2 separate regions of the Mus musculus genome follow, and region 2 is linked to region 1. Evidence: chromatin contacts called from public Hi-C data. All regions are on one chromosome and are shown on one strand. The core of a region is the stretch at or near the end of the contact, and the rest is flanking DNA. Distances in the headings are between cores, read along the strand shown.

The links. Hi-C and Micro-C count contacts between places; a contact is called where the count stands out from the background.
Region 2: a contact with region 1 is called in a Hi-C map of embryonic fibroblasts, with 2.2 times the contacts expected there. The contact joins two enhancer-like sites. A contact is called at or near these places in 1 of 39 promoter capture datasets (embryonic stem cells), 17 of 484 Hi-C or Micro-C datasets (the C3H10T1/2 cell line, DN3 thymocytes, the F1.1 cell line and 10 more) and 7 of 115 datasets of contacts at active chromatin or transcription factors (CD8 T cells, double positive thymocytes, embryonic fibroblasts and 3 more).

What each region holds. Positions count from the first base shown.
Region 1 is chr2:168,490,129-168,493,034 of GRCm38.p6, reverse strand. The region is part of intron 9 of Nfatc2 (nuclear factor of activated T cells, cytoplasmic, calcineurin dependent 2); the gene reads left to right. Among named protein-coding and RNA genes, the nearest start is that of Gm33413, 52 kb to the right of the region's middle. Within about 2 kb of position 1,559, at least 68 of the 459 cell types and tissues checked have an H3K27ac peak or open chromatin away from gene starts, as enhancers often do. A contact at or near this core is called in CD8 T cells, embryonic fibroblasts and muscle stem cells, where this site is marked.
Region 2 is chr2:168,627,485-168,630,303 of GRCm38.p6, reverse strand. No RefSeq gene overlaps it. Among named protein-coding and RNA genes, the nearest start is that of Mir7004, 12 kb to the left of the region's middle. Within about 2 kb of position 1,318, at least 43 of the 459 cell types and tissues checked have an H3K27ac peak or open chromatin away from gene starts, as enhancers often do. A contact at or near this core is called in CD8 T cells, embryonic fibroblasts and muscle stem cells, where this site is marked.

The sequences.
Region 1 (2,906 bases), core at 310-2,809:
CTGAGTTAATCTTCTGAGAGATGCAATCTTCCCCATGGGCCTGTGGCCCACAGGGGCTGCCACTGGCTTCCTTACCCCAGGGCAGGGCTCTCCATAGGCCTGGGCTGTTAGGTCGGTTTCTGTCTAGCCATTCTACACTAGTGTCAGCTGACAGGGACTATTTATGGGCTGTGAGACATGGAGCATCATGGGATCTGTGGCGACTTGTTAGACCACTTGTGGGTTCTGGAACCAGCTGACTATCTTGTGTCTTCTGTGTCCCTCCAGCAAGGCAGCTCTTGGGGCTCCAGAACTACAGGGAGTATTAGGTCAACCTGAGATCATGAACTCTTTAGGAAGGCTGTGTTGCTAGCCATGTGCCCCGGGTCTTGCTCTGAGACATCCAAAGCCAGGTGTCTGTGCATACCGGTTCCTGCTAATATGTTTCAGATGGCACAAGGTAGGATGACAAGTATCCAAGGATGAGGCCTGTATGCCATGGTTCTCTAGATACGCCAAAGGTATCCAGACTGGTCAGCTACTCATCTCCAGGGTGGCATCTCCTATGCATCCCTTAGACACAGCCCTGCTCCTCCTCCTACTCAGGCCCCTTGACAGAGTTCTAGCTAGTTGAAAACATTGCCCAGTGGAGGTGTCAGGTTGGCATGGGTCAGAGATGAGGATGCTGGGATCAGGCCCCACAACACTGTCCTGTGTAGCTTGCATCTTACAATCTGAACCTATCTCTCTCTCTCTCTCTCTCTCTCTCTCTCTCTCTCTCTCTCTCTCTCTCTCTGGGGTGTTGCAGAGGGTAGGCGGTTCCTTCACCACCTTGGGGCTTGGTGCAAACTGCTCTGCCCACCCCCACCCAGCAGCCCTTGCCTGGCTGCCTGGCATCTCTGCCTCTTACTTGAAATCAGAGGCCCAGAGCTGCTACGTTTACTCATCCTGAGAATCGGGGACAGTTTGGAATGAGGCATTTTTCTCAGAAGCCCCGAGGCCTTGCAAGTAAGTTGTCTGGGTGCTGGCTGCTGCTGGGGCTAGCTTCCCGAGGCCTGTGTTTTGCGGCTCTGGGTGACTCAGAATTCTAGTCCGCACGTGGTCAGCCTGAGGCAGCTGGTACTCTGTGAGAGCAGGGAAGACCTGTGGGGACAGGATGTGATTTGTACTTTGGATCCTCCCACTCTGAAGATACAGTTACTCCCAAGGGGAAGGTCCTTAGAAGCAGGAAGAGGGCCATGTGGATGTAGGATGGATGTAGGCCAAAAGTCAGCCGTCTTCTGTAGTGGTTCCCATATTACAGATAAGGACACTGAGGCTTGAAGCTGTGAAAACAGGCTTTTTTTGCCTCAATGCCTGTGACATCATCTTGGCTGTGTCTTAGCCATCACCAATGCCCTCCAAAGCTGGAAGTTAGGAATGCCTGTTGTTACCTTTACAGAGGTGGCCCAGAGAACAGTCCCATGAAAGGACGTGGCAGATTTGGAGCCCAGCAGACTGGCTATGAACAGGGTCTTCCTATGATGCTTGTCCTGAGTCTCTTCCCTCTGTATGTGGCCCCGTACTGAGCAGTTGACATCTGCCCTCCCTGAGTCGGATGGATAGCTGCTGAGTAAGGCCGCTAGCTGGAGAAAGCTGGAGGCCGGTGAGGATGCCAGGGGCTGAGAAAGATGGGTAAGGATGCAAAGAAGCAAGGCAGAGCTGACGGCAGCATCTGCTCTTTGGGTAAAACCTGCTATAGGCTAGCCCTGTGGTCCTGGGTAGGCTGGATAAAGTCTGCCACAGGCTAGCCCTGTGGTCCTGGGCAGGCAGTCCCTTAACCTTGAAGCCTGCCAGTGAGTGTGGCTCGGGACATCGTGGAGGAATTACTTTGGTAAAACGAGCCTCTTGAGATGGCAGCAGTCACTCAGGTTGTGTGACGAGATCTCATAAGCATCTCTCCCCTCAGAGTTCTGGGGCTAAATGCCTAAGATCAGAGTCGTGTGGACAGGGACCCCATCTTTAAATGCCACCAAACAAGGGTTAACAGCTCACAATACAGATCTGAGGGTCAGAGTGAGTTTGTAGTAAGTTCTCAGGAGGAGAGTTGGACTGAGAGGATGAACCAGGGTGAAGGCTGTGTCTGAGTCAAAGACACACACAGCCTCTGAGGCAGAAGTACCAGGACTGGGCCGATGGCTGTCACTAGAGAAGAGTTAAGATAGGGTCTAGGCCTTGTGTGAAATCCTGTGGGGCTTCTTTCCAGGCAGGTAAAAAGGATCTGGAATGTAGGAGGGAGGCGCCAGTGCCTGGAGTAGCCTGTGGTAAAGGGAAGACTTTAAATGCCCAGAATACAGAACAGATGTGGTGGTGGGAAGCATAGCATAGCGCAGGGGTCTGTGCAGAGGAAGTGGGTTTACCTTGACATTGGAAGTAGTAACTAAGACTACCGTGTGTGTGTGTGTGTGTGTGTGTGTGTGTGTGTGTGTGTGTGTGTGTGTGTGTGTGTGTAGGGAACTCAGCTATGAGCCAATGGTGGCACTTGTAGCAGGACATAGAAGTATCTAGAAGGTGAACTTATGGGAGGGTCAGAAACTACTCAGTCACTTGGCATATGATAGTAAGCTCTCTTGAAGCTGGTTCAGGAGTTGGGGCTCTCATTCACAGAGGTAGGACCCTGTGTGATCTGTGATGTGAGGTCAGGGGCTTAGGGAGAGGGAGGGGCTTTTTTCCTGCCTCTGTTCCCACCTGCTACTCCTCCGGCCTCAATTCCACCCCATGCGCTCATGCAATCTCAGAAGTCGAGACACAGTCCTTGACTAAGCCTTTCCACCCCAGCAAGAATCATGGCTTCCCAGTTAGCTATGTCTTCATCTTGTTTGTGGTCGCAGCCACGCTGTGGGTTTGGATGGCTGTTTCCTGAACTCTGGCTCACGGCACCCTGCACC
Region 2 (2,819 bases), core at 69-2,568, 140 kb before region 1:
GAAACACAAGGGAGGTCCGACCATGCTTCTGTTGTGTGCCTCTCTCAGGGCAAAACAAGCATGAATAACTTCCCAGTTAAAGGTTGTTTGGGGTGCTAGGGACACAGCTGCTGTGAAAGTTTGAGGACCTGAGTTCAGATCCCAGGAGCCCACGTAAAAGCCAGATAGTTGTACACATCCATAGATCCATAGCCGAGCTGGGGATGGGGTGGGGGCGGGGAGGGAGGGAGGGGGAGACACACACACACACACACACACACACACACAGAGAGAGAGAGAGAGAGAGAGAGAGAGAGAGAGAGAGAGAGAGAGATCACTGGGACTCACTGGCCATCCAGTCTGAATCAGCTCCAGGTTCAGTGAGAGACCTTGTCTCAAAAATAAAGTGAAAACAGGGAGGGAGGCCGTCGACATGAGCTCCTGGCCTGCACCCACAGGTGTGCACACAGGTGCACACACAGGTGCACACATACACACGCACCTGCACATGCTCAAATGCTTCCTTGCTTTATTTATTTATTTGCTTATTTAGGACAGGGTTTCTCTTTATAGCCCTGGCTGGCCTTGAACTCACAGAAACCCATCCTCTTCTGCCTCCCTGGTGCTAGGATCAAAGGCATGTGCCACCATGCTCCGTGCACATCCATTCTTACCCTACACCATGATTCACTGTGTGACATGTCAGATTTCAAACCTGATGGATAAAAATGAAAAAAAAGCCCGAAGCGTCACGTTTGAACAGGCGACACGAAAGGTTTTCTGTTTCTCTTTGTTTTCAGTCAGAGGATGGAAGCATCAGGAACACACTTCTGTCTTTGTACACGGGAGGTTTAAAAACAAAGAATTTGGTATCTCCTTAGCGTATCGAGCCTTAAGTCAGAGGAGACTGTGTCCCTGGGAGATGTGTGACATTGTCAGAAGCTATCTTCCAGTGACTCAGTAGTTTCTGGCTCCCAGTGGGCAGAGGTCTGGGTGCACAGGGAACCCCATACTAAGATGTGACCACCAATGACAAAGAACTTGCACAGCCTAATGAGCCCATGCCCGTTTGCCACCTGTATAACCCTGTAAAATGGCCTGTGTGTGGAAGCACGTTCTAATATCCAGCTGGCCAGTCTAGTCAGCAGTGTGGTCCCAGGAAGGACTTTCTTCATCGTGTGTCAGATAAAAAATGGTGACTTAGCTGTTGGCACCAGCAGCAATGCCCTGGGCAAAGTGGTCCCATGCACCTCAGGTGGGAAGTTCAGGGCCCCCTTGCCAGGAGATATATTGTCCTGGCCGCCCCTGCACATCTCAGCCACCAGGGGGCACACGAGGACTGAAAGTCATGGGTGCCCTGCTTAGAGCTGCCCAAGTTTCCTTCAGGCCTCCAGAGTTTATTTCGTGGCCCAAGGCAGTGTTAAAGACAGACATTTCTTTTCGTGTTGATATATAGACTATTTTGCTGTGCTTAATAATGTTTTAAAAAAATCCATGGCCGGGAAGCAGAGGGGAGGGTACGGGCGATGAATATTAATTTGGTATTAACTATTTGCATTTTTGAGCCACCGGCATCTGGCAGCCATGCCAACTCCCTGTTGGGGTGATTTGGTTTAGAGACACAATGTTCCGATACCCTGAGCACTTCAGCTGTTTTTGTTATGAAACTTTGCAGGGTGACAGGCGGCCTGGTGGTGTTTGTGAGGTGACCTGGGAGTGATGGATTGGTTCACCTCAAAATAGAACTGTCGGGCTCCAGGCTTTCCAGAAGTCGGAATACAGTAACAGGATTCATTCAGGCCTTGCTAATTTCCGACTTTAAATGGGTTACATAACCTAGCGGGCCCCGCCTTCGTGCCTCTCCAAACTACCCTAGAAGCCATGGGGAATCTATCATTAAAAGACAGAAATAACCCTGTTGGGCTCTGGGAAAAAGTTGAGTTGGTTATTTTTCCCCCCTTCCCTGATACCTCCTCTTACTTCCCCGCCTTTTTTTTTTTTTTCACCCAAACATTGCATAATTTTTTTTTTTCCAAATCTTTCCATGGGATTTGGTTTCATCCCCATGTGGCTGCGGTTGGAGGGGCAGCTTCAGCACTTTGGGGGGCTGGTGAATTTTTGGAGGATCACGAAGTACCAGATCGGGTTTCCTCCAAAGCCCAGCGCTGGGGTTTCTCCCCGCCCTGCCCCCCTCTTTTATGAGTGACCTGTTCCATACATCTTTACCGACTGTTGCCTGCTGGCCTGGATGCCAGGGCAGAGCTCCACCCTCTCTTACACGGTGAGGTTTGAGTCTGAAACAGACTCCCCTAGAAGCCAGGGTAACTGAGTCACCATGAAGTCACCCACGACCTGGGCTTGGGCACAAGCCAGGTCCCTTTCTTTGCGTGTGGCTATGGGCTCTGTCTGTCCATATGGAGAACTTGACGTTCTGAGTTCAGAGGAGAATGAAGAGAGAGAGATTAGATTGTCTCTGTTGGGCCATCAACCTGGGGGGTCTTTCCTTTGAGAAAGACTGGGAAGTCCAGCATAAAGAAAGTGGAGGAGGGGCGGAGGGTGGATAGATTATGCTGAAGTTTGGGTACTATTTTTTTCTACCCTGTGGAGACAGAGTACCTACTGTGTGTGAGGAAACACTAATCCTGTTCTTGGAGGAATGACACCATTTCTCTCTCTCTTCTCTCTCTCTCTCTCTCTCTCTCTCTCTCTGTGTGTGTGTGTGTGTGTGTGTGTGTGTGTGTGTGTGTGTGTGTGGCATGCAGTCCACCAACAGATACAATTCCAGTACCTGGTGGAGATGAGGTTGATAAAGAAGACAGATCTAGGGGAACTGTAATGGA